4 separate regions of the Mus musculus genome follow, and all the other regions are linked to region 1. The links are chromatin contacts, called in public promoter capture Hi-C maps. All regions are on one chromosome and are shown on one strand. Each heading gives the region's core, a stretch centred on a gene start, on an enhancer-like site or on the middle of the called end of the contact. The rest is flanking DNA. Distances are from core to core; before and after follow the strand shown.

What was found. Promoter capture Hi-C pulls out the DNA fragments that hold promoters and counts their contacts.
Region 2: a promoter capture Hi-C map of liver shows a contact between it and region 1, with 2.4 times the contacts expected there. The contact joins the promoter of Artn here to the promoter of Rps8 in region 1. A contact is called at or near these places in 6 of 39 promoter capture datasets (erythroid cells, hippocampal neurons, liver and 2 more).
Region 3: a promoter capture Hi-C map of embryonic stem cells shows a contact between it and region 1, with 2.1 times the contacts expected there. The contact joins the promoter of Dmap1 here to the promoter of Rps8 in region 1. A contact is called at or near these places in 5 of 39 promoter capture datasets (the HPC-7 cell line, embryonic stem cells, hippocampal neurons and 2 more), 3 of 484 Hi-C or Micro-C datasets (cerebellum, embryonic stem cells and palatal mesenchyme) and 2 of 115 datasets of contacts at active chromatin or transcription factors (bone marrow-derived macrophages and embryonic stem cells).
Region 4: a contact with region 1 is called in a promoter capture Hi-C map of liver. The contact joins the promoter of St3gal3 here to the promoter of Rps8 in region 1. A contact is called at or near these places in 11 of 39 promoter capture datasets (the 3T3-L1 cell line, the C10 cell line, the HPC-7 cell line and 6 more).

What each region holds. Positions count from the first base shown.
Region 1 is chr4:117,154,262-117,157,868 of GRCm38.p6, reverse strand. It overlaps Rps8 (ribosomal protein S8), which reads left to right and starts at 1,737. Exons shown (of 6, transcript NM_009098.2): 1 at 1,737-1,811; 2 at 2,192-2,298; 3 at 2,762-2,861; 4 at 3,056-3,231; 5 at 3,441-3,570. The coding sequence starts at 1,808. It overlaps Snord55 (small nucleolar RNA, C/D box 55), which reads left to right and starts at 2,021; the gene lies at 2,021-2,098. LOC115490046 (a small nucleolar RNA gene) reads left to right here and starts at 2,580; the gene lies at 2,580-2,683. Snord38a (small nucleolar RNA, C/D box 38A) reads left to right here and starts at 3,295; the gene lies at 3,295-3,353.
Region 2 is chr4:117,928,113-117,931,450 of GRCm38.p6, reverse strand. Artn (artemin) reads left to right here and starts at 1,688. Exons shown (of 5, transcript NM_009711.4): 1 at 1,688-2,065; 2 at 2,199-2,432; 3 at 3,309-3,338.
Region 3 is chr4:117,680,919-117,684,348 of GRCm38.p6, reverse strand. Dmap1 (DNA methyltransferase 1-associated protein 1) reads left to right here and starts at 2,124. Exons shown (of 11, transcript NM_023178.2): 1 at 2,124-2,135; 2 at 2,367-2,516; 3 at 2,984-3,075; 4 at 3,311-3,430. The coding sequence starts at 2,412.
Region 4 is chr4:118,133,217-118,136,454 of GRCm38.p6, reverse strand. St3gal3 (ST3 beta-galactoside alpha-2,3-sialyltransferase 3) reads left to right here and starts at 1,509. Exons shown (of 12, transcript NM_009176.5): 1 at 1,509-2,065.

The sequences.
Region 1 (3,607 bases), core at 488-2,987:
GGCAAATCCCAAGGTCAGGCCAATTCAGAAAACCTAGATGTGGTAGCTCGCCTATAATTCCACAAGTCAGAAAGGCTGACACAGGAGGATTACCAGGAGTTCAAGGCTAGGCTGGGCTACTGTGAGCATGTAAGACCCTCAAAAAAACAAAAACAAAGCTGGGTGGTAATGCAGCTTTAATCCCAGCACTTGGAAGGCAAATCACAAGCTTGTGCCTTCAGGCCTGGCTCAAGAACACTTTTAAATGATATTAAAATGATTAAATGATATTAAAACAAAATTAAAAATCTCTTCAAGCCAGGCGGTGGTGGTGCACGCCTTTAATCCAGCACTCGGGAGGCAGAGGCAGGTAGATTTCTGAGTTCGAGGCCAGCCTGGTCTACAAAGTGAGTTCCAGGACAGCCAGGGCTATTCAGAGAAACCCTGTCTCAAAAAAACAAAACAAAACAAACAAACAAACAAAAAACCCCAAAAAAACAAACACAACAAAAAAATCGCTTCAAAACTGTAAAATCGTGGGGGGGGGGGGGGCTGGCGAGATGGCTCAGTGGTTAAGAGGGCCGACTGCTCTTCCAAAGGTCCGGAGTTCAAATCCCAGCAACCACATGGTGGCTCACAAACATCCGTAACGAAATCTGATGCCCTCTTCTGGAGTGTCTCAAGACAGCTACAGTGTACTTACATATACTAAATAAATAAATCTTTAAAAAAAAAAAATCGGATACACGCAGTAAAAACCTCAGAATCAAAATTTAAAACATTTGAAGTTAAAGTTTAAAATTCAAAAAGAAATCGGTCAGGTGAGAGGTCCCTTTAAAAGTAGACGTTCACTGACATTCAAGGCGACGTTTAAGTTTAAGAAATAAAATGTACTGACTGAGCTCTCATCTTGTCTGACGCCGGAGCCCCACTGTCCTCTGCTTTGATTTCACTTGGAGGGGTGTCTAGTGCCTCAGTTTCTCCTCAGCCGGCCGCTTGTTCCTCCCACTGAGCAGTAGCTCATTCTTTAGCTCAGGCTAGCCCTCAACTGGTGATAATTCTCTGTCTCAGTGCTGGATTTCAGGTTTGACCCACTGGGCCAGACCAGATTGTCAGATACTTTGGAATTGGAATTTCAGGAACTGTGAGTCGACCTAAGCACTTGATGCTTTTGAAGAGACCCTGAGCACAGTTTGCAGTACCAATCTTTCCAGAACTAAAACTGTTTTTAATTTCCTTTTTGATTGCTAATTGCTGCCATGTAAGAGATACACATGAATTTTGTGTGTTCATATACAGGGTCAAGTCCCCCTGTGAACAGAGCGTTGGAGCTTCTACTACTTCACTTTTCCAATTAGGGCCCTTTACTCTTTTTTCTTTTTTGGTTTTACAAGTTTACAAGGGTTTCTCTGTATAGCCCTGGCTGTCCTAGAACTCACTTTGTAGACCAGGTTGGCCTCAAACTCAGAAATTCGCCTGCCTCTGTCTCCCGAGTGCTGGGATTAAAGGCGTGCGCCACCACGCCCGGTTTAAAAAAAAAAAAAAAAAAAAAAATTTAAAGGACAAAATGTAAGCACAACAGGCAGGCAAGTGTGCCCTATAGCTCAGCTTAAGGAGCCCGCCCTCCAGACCGCCCAAGGTCAAGGGATTTGAGGCGGGGTCCGCGTGAGTTCGCACGCCGCAGGACCCTCCCCTGTGCCAGCGTCCCAGGCTCGCCGCGGCCCCAGGTCCTTCCCGGCAACCGGAAGAGACGTAAAGAAGGCGGGGCTGAGTTTTAGAAACCGGACCGTGAAGCTTTGCGCTTCCTCTTTCCAGCCAGCGCCGAGCGATGGGTGAGTGTTGCTGCGGGCCGGGTCGGGCCGCGGGGGAGCGAGCTCCATCCGTCTCCATCCTGCCTCCCGACGCATGCTCGGCCCGACCATGGGCCACGGGCAGCCGTGGCAAGGGCCTGCGGTGGGCTAGGGCTGTGGAGATCGCTGCGGCCGCCTCCGGGGCTCCGGGCTGCGAGCGGGCCAACATGGCTGCCGCGGGCCGGGCCGCACGCGGATGATGACACCTGGGTATGCTGCACACTCCCGACTGCGTCGTGGGGAAGCCAACCTTGGAGAGCTGAGCGTGCGGGCAGCCCGCGCAGCGCGGGGCTCGGGAGCGGGCTGATTGGCCGGCGGCGAGGCCCGGTTGCTCAGGCTTGCGTCCTCGCTCCCACACACAGGCATCTCTCGGGACAACTGGCACAAGCGCCGCAAGACCGGGGGTAAGCGAAAACCCTACCACAAGAAGCGAAAGTATGAGCTGGGACGGCCCGCTGCCAACACGAAGGTGCGTGCGGGGGTCGGGGGGAGGACGACTGGGAGAGGCTGCCTTCCCCTGCGCTAGAGCGTGTTTGCTGGGGAACACGAGTGGCTGTGATCACCTTTGTAAGGCTCAGGTTTCTCGGTGCTGGCGACTGGACATGGAAGTGTGTCCACGTGCAGGGTCTGTGCACCCTAATCTCCAAGCTTAGGGTCTACTGGAGCCTAGGAGTGGGAGAGCTGCAAGCTTGGTGTGTTCCTTACTGGGGTTCTTCCTGTGTTAGGGGGGGTCTGGCTTTTTCTGGAGGTAACTAGGGTGATGAAAACGTATCCTTAGGCGTGGTTATGGCCGTCTTGGCCACCTGTACACCACTTGCCAATGCAAGGACTTGTCATAGTTACACTGACTGTTACCTCCGTCTGGTTCGGGTTCCTCTCCCAGTCCCCACTCGTTTTGATGACACATGTTCTGGCCTTCTTGTGTTCTCTAGATTGGCCCTCGCCGCATACACACAGTCCGAGTTCGAGGAGGCAATAAGAAGTACCGTGCCCTGAGATTGGATGTGGGGAACTTTTCCTGGGGCTCTGAGTGTAAGTAGGTGTTGAAGTATTTGAATTTGTTCTTGCTGAAAGATCCTGAGGTAGTTGGAGAATTCTTTGCCATATTCTGATCTCTTAACTCCTGCAATGAGAGGTGCTTTCTAGAGAATGTTAAAAAAAGATTTCAGTAATAAAAAAACATTAACTGCCCCAGCCCCTGATTGTGAATCTCTCTTTGTATGCAGGTTGTACTCGCAAAACAAGGATCATTGATGTTGTCTACAATGCATCCAACAACGAGCTTGTCCGCACCAAGACCCTGGTGAAGAACTGCATCGTGCTTATTGACAGCACGCCGTACCGACAGTGGTACGAGTCCCACTATGCACTGCCCCTGGGCCGCAAGAAGGGGGCCAAGCTGGTGCGTTGTCTTCCTGTAAGGGGTTGATTGGCTGGGGGTGGGATGGGTGCTGCCTTCTTGTGATGAAAATACTGTCCAGTTCTGCTACTGAAGGAATGAGATGAACACTTTAGTGCTGAAGAAGGCAAGCATGGCGACTTGGGGGGGGGGGGTTCAAGGAGGCTTGTGACTTTCCTGGTGACAAATCAATTCATATTCTTTTCATTCAGACTCCTGAGGAGGAAGAGATTTTAAACAAAAAACGATCAAAGAAAATTCAAAAGAAATACGATGAAAGGAAAAAGAATGCCAAAATCAGCAGCCTCCTGGAGGAGCAGTTCCAGCAGGGCAAGCTTCTAGGTGAGGTGGCTGTGGGGCTGGGGTGGGTGGACCCTTC
Region 2 (3,338 bases), core at 439-2,938, 770 kb before region 1:
AGAAAAATGTATGTATGTGCTGTGTGTCCATCCGTGTTGTCCTATGTGCCTCACCCCATGCAGCCTTGTGGAGTCTGAGGATAACCCTCACAGACTTCAGCCTCAAGCACTGCACAAAACTGCTCTCTCAAAATCAGTGGTTAGGGGCCGGATGTGGTGGCGCACAACTTTAATCCAGCAGAGGCAGGTGGATTTCTGAGTTCGAGGCCAGCCTGGTCTACAAAGTGAGTTCCAGGACAGGCAGGACTATACAGAGAAACCCCTGTCTCAAAAAAAAAAAAAACAAAACAAAACAAACAAACAAAAAAATCAGTGGTTAGGAACCCTGGCTATGTGCCAAAATCACAGGTGAAAACCTGGAACTATGTACCTGCCCACCCCAAGTGTCTGATTCAGATTGGGATGTGGCCCAGATGTGGGTAGATGTGGGTAGTTCTTTTCTTCCTTTCTTCCATTCTTTCTCCTCCTCCTCCTCCTCCTTCTCCTCCTCCCCCTCCCCCTCCCCCTCCTCCTCCTTCTCCTTTTAAGATTTATTATATATATATATGAGTACACCATTGCTCTCTTCAGATACACCAGAAGAGGGCATCAGATCCCATTACAGATGGTTGTGAGCCACCATGTGGTTGCTGGGAATTGAACTAAGGACCTTGGGGAGAGCAGTTCAGTGCTCTTACCCACTGAGCTGTCTCTCCAGCCCCATGGGTAGTTCTTCAAGGTCCACAGAGGTGCTGGTACATGATCAGGGCACATCGGGTCCATGCACTGGGTACCCTTCCCCACTCTCAGCATCTGTTTTTGCACGTATTGGTTGGCAAATACCAAGTTGTCATCATTAGCCCAACTGCCTTCACTTTACTCCCGGCTACAAATTTAGCTGCTTCTGGGGCATTTCTAGCAGGAGAGTCCACAGACCCTTCTAATTCAGCATGTCCAACACTGGTTTCACATGTCCCCCTCCCCCAACCGCCAACCCCACATCTGACCCTCTCCTAGGGAAAGCCAGTTCCTAGAATTTTACCACCTCACTTTGTCCAATCAGGCAAAAAGGAATGTAGGGGATTGGGTCCTGGAACCCCCAACTCCCCACAACCCTGCTCAGGGTTTATCTTATTGTCCCCAGCAGCCTGCATCCCTCTTCTGTCTTGCTTGTCTCAAAACCACACTCTCTCCAGTGCAGGCATTCAACGAAAATGACCACACTCAGACTAGGTCAGTAGTTTCCAGCATCTTCGTGATGAACTCCAGACTAGTTGGTAGAACAATTCTGATCATGGCCATCAACCAACCTCCAGACACCTGCCAAATTGCCTCATCGCATCTCAGACTCCAGTTCAATACTCTGAGGTCCTCTGATTCTTCATCCCTGGTCGCACCCACCCCCCACCCCCAACACACACACAATCATTCACTGCCTTCACTGGATGTGCGCGAGTCCCTCTGAGGCCCCGACCCTAAAACTGAGCAAACAGGGTATCCTTGGACCGTGGGAGCCCAACGCAGAGCCCTGTCGCTCCGAGGCAGCTGAACCTTCTGAGGGTCCCGGAGTCACCACTTGAGGATACAGAGTAGCTAGCCAGAACCCCCATGTCTGCGCAGCCCAAGTTGGAACTCTCCTTCAGGCTGCCCCTCCTTCGCCGCCCTCCCTCGCGCTCTCCCGCCCTCGGCCAGGCCTCCCAGTTCCCTACTTTGCTTGACTACCAACTTCGAATTCCCAGTTTCAGCGTCTCGCTGCAGCCCGCGATCTCTACTCTGCCTCCTGGGGTCTTCTCCAAATGTCTAGCCCCCACCTAGAGGGACCTAGCCTAGCCAGCGGGGACCGGATCCGGAGGGTGGAGCGGCCAGGTGAGCCCTGAAAGGTGGGGCGGGGCGGGGGCGCTCTGGGCCCCACCCCGGGATCTGGTGACGCCGGGGCTGGAATTTGACACCGGACGGCGGCGGGCAGGAGGCTGCTGAGGGATGGAGTTGGGCTCGGCCCCCAGATGCGGCCCGCGGGCTCTGCCAGCAACAAGTCCCTCGGGCCCCAGCCCTCGCTGCGACTGGGGCTTGGAGCCCTGCACCCAAGGTAAGCCAGCCTTCTTGCCCATCCCCTTGATGGACGCTCAAAGGGCAGGAGAAAGGGCAGAAAGGTCTTCCTCCCCACTTTTCTCTCAGCCTCTCTCTTCTGGGCCCTCAGCGCAGCTCTTTGCCCCTCCCAGCCCCTCCAGTTCTTGTCGCTAGCTTCTTGGACTGTGTTAACCCTCCTGGCTGGCTGTAATGTGAGGCTCCCGCTGCCGCCACAGGGCACAGACCGGCTGCCAAGGCCCCACTTTTAACTAAAAGAGGCGCTGCCAGGTGCACAACTCTGGGCATGATCCACTTGAGCTTCGGGGGAAAGCCCAGCACTGGTCCCAGGAGAGGCGCCTAGAAGGACACGGACCAGGACCCCTTTGGTGAGTATAGGGCTGGTGGATAGGGGTGGCAAGGGCTGGAGGACCAAATATCCCAAATGGTAAGAAAGGAGAAATTGGTCAGAGCTGTCCTCGAGGGACTTGCTCCTAGGCTCCCCCTAGCGCAGATATCCCAGGGCTGCCTTGTCTGACTTTCCCTCCATCTGAGAGAATAGTAGCCAGTCTGGTCTCTAGGGATTTTAATCTAGTTAGCCAACGGGCACACGCCTAGCTCTGGAGGAACTAGATAAAGGCCTGGGAGGTGTGTGTCTTATCCTGGAGTCATCATATGTCGCTCCCCCTCTCCATGTATTCTGTGTGCCAGCAAAAGGATGGAGGGTTACATCTGGGACCCAAGAAGAGACTAACTAATGAGAATTCTTAAAAGTTCTAGGGGTCCAAGAGCAGTGGTTCACAAAGACTGGAGGTGCGGGCTGGGGTCAGGAAGGATGGTTTATGGGGGAAACTCCTAGGAGCAAGGCTAGGGGGCCAGATCCACAGGAGGCAGATGGTCCAGGCTTGGGCCGGATCTCGGAGTGGTTCAGCCCTCTGAGACCAGGTTGGTGTGAAGGACTAGCTGGTCCTTCTGGCAATGGCTCAGACCTAAATGTGCAGAGCGTGTGCAAAAGCCCCCTCCCCTTAAATCCGCAGGCTTGACAAGCTCTGCCCCCTGGTGGCCACAGGAAGCCATGGTCCAGGCCCTGTGTTTTCAGAAGGACCATCGCTTCCCCAGATAATAGGCAAGCTCTTGGGAGACATCTGTGGGCATAAGAGAGAATTCAGGTGACACTGGGTCCAGAAAGAAGATTGCAAGTCATCAGATAATCCAAGTGACCAACTGACACTCAAATTCTTCAGGGCTCTGCTTCCTCCCCCAAGGTATGGAGTGAACGCTGAGCATGGAGTGGA
Region 3 (3,430 bases), core at 875-3,374, 530 kb before region 1:
GTGAGCCACTGCATCAGGCTTTGCCTTGAAGTCACAGAGATCCATCTGTCTCTGTATAGGGAGTGCTGGGATTAAAGGTGTGTGTGCCACCGTGCCCAGCCCAAGTTGCAGATAATTGAAAGCCACCATATGGGTGCTGGGAACAGAACCCAGGTCCTCCAGAAAAGCAGCAAATGCTCTTAATCACCAAGTCTTCTCTCAAGCCCTTGTTTATTATTTATATCTTTTGATGAACATAAGCAATTATCTTCATCAGACTATATTTACTAGTATACAGAATACACCCAGGAGTAGAGTTTCTGTGACAGGAAGTCTCTGTATGTTTAATTTTAGTAGACAGAATCAAACAGTGTTTCTAGGTGGTTATAATTATTTAACTACCACCAGCAATGTGTTAGATTTCTGTTACTCCACATCCTCACCAACACTTAATATTGTCTGTCATTTTTCTTTTTCTTTTCAACTTTCTTTCTTCCTTCCTTCCTCCCTTCCTCCCTTCCTTTCTCTTTCTTCCTTTATTTTATGTGAGTACACTGTTGCCCTCTTCAGACACACCAGAAGAAGGCATCAGATCCCATTACAGATGGTTGTGAGTCACCATGTGGGTGCTGCGAATTGAACTTAGAACCTCTGGAAGAGCAGTAGTGCCCTTAACCACTGAACCATTTCTCCAGCCCCTTGTCATTTTTTCTTTTAGGCCGTACTTGGAGGGGGGCAGGAGATAGCGACTACTAATATGGGAGTCAAGAGTAAATAGACTGATAGCTGTTAAAGCAGTTGAAATGACATACTCCCTTGTGAAAACAAGATAAGGGCTTCTAGTCATTCCTACATATTGACAACCTAAGTACATAGACATGTGGCGTGGTATGTGTGTGTATTACTATTGCTTCCATGAAACACCATGACCAAAAGCAAGTTGGGGAGGAAAGGGTTTATTTGGCTTATACTGCCACATTGCTATTTATCACCAAAGGAATTCAGGACAGGAATTCAAACAGGGTACGATCCTGGAGGCAGGAGCTGATGCAGAAGCTATGGAGAGGTATTGTTTACAGGCTTGCTTCTCCTGGCTTGCTCAGCCTTTTATAGAACCCAGGACTACTAGCTAAGGAATAACACCGCCCACAATGGGCTGGGCCATCCCCACTGACCACTCAATAAGAAGATGCCTTACAGCTGGATCTTAAAGGCAGTTTCTCAGTTAAGGTTTTCATCTATCAGATAACTCTAGTTTGTGTGTTGACAGTACAGTGTGTGTGTGTGTGTGTGTGTGTGTGTTGTACATTACACTGCCCCCCCCCCCAAAAAAAAAAGAGTCAAGATTCACAACTCATTTTAGGGGAATTGTAAATTAAATAAAGAAGTTAAGAGCCTGACCTGGTGGCACATTCCTGTAATCCCAGCACTTGAGAGGCAGGGGGATCGCTGTGAGTTAAGAGGCCACCCTGGGTGGTGGGGAAAGAAAAGGGATAGGAAGGAGGAGGCAGAGAGGGAGGGAGGGAGGGAGGGAGGAAGGGAGAGAGAGAGAGAGAGAGAGAGAGAGAGAGAGAGAGAGAGAGAGAGAGAGAGAGAGAGAGCTTCTATTTTACTCTCTTGGCAGCTGGAGAAGCTAGTTTAGCTCTGCTTTGAAAGTTTAGCACAATGGCAATGCCTGGTAATATAGAGAGGCACTGAATGAGCAGAGGCAATTACTATCATTAATCCAGTTAATTAAGAAAAAAAATAATGTTCCAGGCACTGTGCCATTGTTTTACATGGGTTATTGGTATTTCACTTAAGCAGGAGCTGTTACAATTTTCATTTTGTAAACAAATTAAGTGTTTTGAAATAGGTTTTGAGAAAATAAGTGACTTTTCAATGTCACAGAGTTCTCTTCAGGTTTTCTTTTCATTGCCCGGGACACAATGTAGAGAAATAGAAGGTAAATGTCAAAAGCAAGCCCCGCATCGCCTCGCGCGGATTCCTGGGAGCACAGCAGGAATTCCAGGCGAGCGACTCAGCCTGCCCGGTAGCTTGCACACTGGGTTGCTAGCCGGCTCCTGTTTGTCTAAGCACCGACCGGAAGTGTTTCTAAGGGTTGCGTTTCTACGACGCACAGCCGGAAGTTCCTATCCGTGGGTCTTCAGAGAGAGGTAATTTGAGGAGTGGGCTACAGCTGGGGGGACTCAGGTGTGGCTCCCCGGGGATGGCGAGGCAGGGAGGACAGTGTGACCGTAAGGGACACCTGCGCGGGGAGGCGGAGAACGAGGCAGCACCCAAACCTGGTGTGGACCATTCTGGCGCTGGCCTCTTCACCCTGCCCCCACTTGGAGCGGGAGTTGCAGGGACACCGCCCCCTTAACGGTAGCACAGTCTTTCTGCAGGTACCGACCCTTGACGTCGGGGTACTACCTCATCCCTCGGGCGTGATGGCTACGGGCGCAGATGTACGAGACATTCTAGAACTCGGGGGTCCAGAGGGAGATGCCGCCTCTGGGACCATCAGCAAAAAGGATATTATCAACCCGGACAAGGTAGCAGGGGCATTTGAGCGGGCTGAAGTGTGGGTGAAGGTGTTGGCGAAGGGATGGGAAGGGGTGTTACCAGAAGAGAGATGGTGGAAGTGATAATAAAAGGAGAGCTACAATGGAACAAGAGCATGCCACCCTTAATGTAACGAAGAGGGGACACTGGGAGGTGGGGACCAAGAGAGCGGGGAAACCGCCAACGGACGAGAGGACCGAGGGAACCTGACACTTGTAAGTTGTTGGGAAGAGAGAGCAAGACATTGTGACAGTCTTGAGGTGAGGGAAGGACTTTCTTCCCTGATAACTCAGACGCGAGCGGGGAGAGGAAACCTGTGCAGACGGTGTAGAGACGCTCCCATGAGTGGGTTCCCGGGACTTTAGTTCAGCATTTGTTTGTTCAGGTTGGGCTGGGTAAAAACTTCAAGGAAGGGTGGGTCTGGGCCATCATTTTTTCCCTGTGGTTTTCTTCCCAGAAAAAGTCCAAGAAGTCCTCAGAGACGCTGACCTTCAAGAGGCCTGAGGGCATGCATCGGGAGGTCTATGCTTTGCTTTACTCTGACAAAAAGCAAGTATTGGAATCCCAAGTCCTCCGTGTTTCCCCTAGCTCACCAGGCATAGCCCTATGTCCCTATTTTCTCTTCTACTTTCCCCCACGCCAGTATCCCCAACTAGGGCTCCTCCTGCAGGACAGCTCAGTGTCTTGCTCCAGGACATGACTTCCTTATTCTGGGGTAGACTGAGCTTCATGGCTTTAGAGGTTCTTCACACACCTGCTTCTAACCTTTCACCTCCACTGCCAGGGATGCACCCCCACTGCTGCCCAGTGACACTGGTCAGGGGTATCGGACAGTGAAGGCGAAACTGGGGTCCAAGAAGGTTCGCCCTTGGAAATGGATGCCTTTTACTAACCCAGCTCGAAA
Region 4 (3,238 bases), core at 260-2,759, 980 kb before region 1:
TAGATGATGTGCTCGGTACCCCTGTAGCCTGGGAGCTGCTACTTAGTATTGGCTCTGGGGAAAGAGAGAAGAGTTTCACAGATGTTTTTTCACAGCTAAATCCTTGGAGCCAAGGAAAGAAGGTTGCCCCTCTGTTCTTCACTCGGGGATTTTCAGGGGAAAATGGCTGGGGCTGAGCGTTCGTGGAAGAGAGGAAAACTTAACTTCCTCAGGCACCCGTAGTTCCTCCCCATGAGTCTCATTACCTCAGCCTTGCTAAAGGACCGGATAATCTCGTGCCTGGTGTAATCCCAGCTCTATGGGAGTTGAGGATTGAATTCAAGCCTTTGAATGTTTGAGGCAAACGTACTACTGCCAAGCTATACCCGACAGCCCTCTCTACTTTTTTGTCCCTAAGAAGAGCCCACTGTGGGATGGAGAGATAGTTTAGCCCTTAAGAATACTTTTCTGGGGAACCCAGGTTCAGTTGTCACTGTCCACTTGGTGGCTTGCAACTGTCTGTAACTCTAGTTCCAGGGGCTATGAGGCCTTCTGGGATACACAGGCACTGGGACATACATTCATGCAGACACTAAAACAAAAACAAAATAAACCAAAACAAAACCCAAAGATACTGAGACCCACAAAGTTGTTGAATGTTTAATCCTGCTTCAGTTTAGAGAGTAGTTAAGTACGTACCACCACTACCATGATTAGTTAAGTCAACCATTCAAAAATATTTTTGGCCTATTATAAGAAAATTCCCAGTTCATAAAAAGCTATGGGACTTTCCCAAGTCTCATAAAACTGGCCTGTGGTTTTGTTTTTGTTTTTTTTTTTTTTTCTGGTGCTGGGGATGGCCTGGGGCTTTAAACTTGCTCAACTTCAAAGTTGGGTCTGCCTTAGGCACTTCCTGGCCAGTGTAGTCTAGTCTGGGTTCATGACCCACCACAGCCAAAGACTGCACTTCAGCTTTTTGCCAAAGCAGAAACTTATGTCTTGTATACCTTGTATAAGATTGGCATCTGAGAGTGCCAAGTTATGTCCCCACCTCCTCTTTGGGAAAATTCTGTATTAAATTCTGCCTTAGGATAATGCACTCCGCTGCAGAATGAGGGCGCGACCTCCTGAACTGGGTATGTGGGGTGGCTTTGTGGCCTATCTGCGACCTTTCTTCGAGGTCACGCCTGAACTTAGCAGGCCTCTTACCCTCACGGGATTGGATAGGGCTTCAGAAGGCGTTCTAGAGGTTACCACCAGCGTCAGGGGCTGACAGCAGAGTGGTGAAGTAGGGACAGAAGACTTCCTCTGGGAAGCAGAGGAAACCTGACCGCAGCCGGGCAGCCCCACGCACCGCAGCTCCACGCAGCGCTCCTCCCAAGCCCCAGCTATAGCCCGGGGATGGGGAGGGGATGGATTCGGCCTCTGGCTTCCATTGGGTCTCCGGGGTCCGGGCCCGCCCAACCCTGCGGCGAAGCCTCGCATTGGCCTGCCTGGCGCCCCGCCCGGTTCCGGTGCTCCCATTGGCTGCTGATGCCCGACCCCCGGCGCGGCCGCCGAGGCGGACCGCAGGATTGGTGGTCCCGCCGCTGCGTCCCCACCATGGCGGCGCCCGTGCAGCTTGCCGCGTCCTGGGCTCCCTCTGGGGTCCCCTCGGCTGTCCCCGCTATTCGCGCTGCAATTGCCTCCGCGCTCTGCGTGCGCCCTGGCGCCACCCGCCCCCGGCCTCCCTCTCTGCTGCGGTAAGGCCTGCCCTGCGTCCCCGAAGCAGCTCTCGGCCGCCGCGCCCCTCCCCCGGCCAGACCGGCCCGAGCCGCGCTGGGGACCAAAGCCCGGGCCCGGGTGGGGGCCAGGCCTGCCAGAGGGCCGCGCGAGCCGGGCCGAGCGCGCCGAGGTCACCTGTGTGCAGTGTCCCAGGCGCGCGAGTCTGAGCGCAAAGGAGGGTCACGGTCACCCGGGACCCGCTGTGGGACAAGCGCAAGAAAGTCCGGGGAAAGCCTAGCGGGAGTCACCAAGAGTAGCGGTTGTCATCTCTGCCTTCCCCGGGGCCAGATCCTCCTCGGAGCGACCGGGTCAGTTTATCAAAGTACGTCTTCTCGCTACCCTTTCTTCTGGAGTGCTTCCTCATTGTCTTCTCAGTGGTCTTGTTTGCGAGAGAAAAGCTTAGTGAGGACGGTAGATTTGGTTAGGCGGATGTCCCACAGATGTGTTTAGACTCCTTTTTACAGTAGCACCCATTTTTATGATTCCTCAATAAATTTAATTTTTGTCTGTTTCTCTAGAGTACGGGGAGGTGGTAAAACTGAGTCACTGTAATTAACCTAGGGAGTGACCGATGAAGGGAGCCGGCTGCTATCCCAGAAAGCAAAGAGTGCTTAACACATTTCTCTGAGGTCCTTTGAATTATTAGCACTATAGATAATGGGCTGAGAAGGAAGGAAAAGCCACGAGTTAGAGTTAGGTTCCTGACATGTAGCACAGTAGACATCATGACAATTCCACTTGTGTCCCTAAACTTTCAATTAAAGACTCAGAGGAATTGGATCCCGGGGTAGTAGGTGCACACCTGTAATAGCACTCAGAAGCTGAAGCAGGAGGATTGCTTCAGAGGCCAGCCTGGGCTACATAGAATAATAAAACCGTGTCAACAAGAGCCACATAGCAAGACCCAGTCTCAAAAGACTGAAGAAAGGAAAAGAAGAAAGATTGGAGGATTAAAAATTGGAGTAAAACCTTATGACCAGATGGGAGTTTCATATAGTCTCCTAAAATAACAGACATTTTGAAATATAAAGTGGTGTTGGTTGCTCCATTTCGCTAATCTGATGTCTGTGTCTCCTAACAAGTTATTAATGATGAAGCAAAGCAAGTGTGTTCCTAGAGACTAGTGAGCTTGCTCACACAGTCAAGCGCCTACTGAATCCGTGTTATGTTTTGTGCAAGGTGTAGACTTGAGGGGAACTTGGACAATTAAATTATGGAGATTGTTCTCTGGACCTCTGTAGGATGTGGAAGTGAAGCACACACAGATGAGAAACTCAGGGTGTGGCCTCTAGAATTCCAAGAGGAGACGGGAGTGTGTTTAAGGAAGATTTCATGGCGGAACTGAAGTTTTTTGAGTTGAGCCACAAAGAGTGGAAAGGCTACCTGGAGAGGAAGTGAGCCAGTGAAAATCCAGGATGCGGAAGATGGCAGAGGAGGACTCGATGCTGTGTGTGGTTCCAGGGCTTTCTTAGCAGCAGAAGAAAGGGAGATGAGG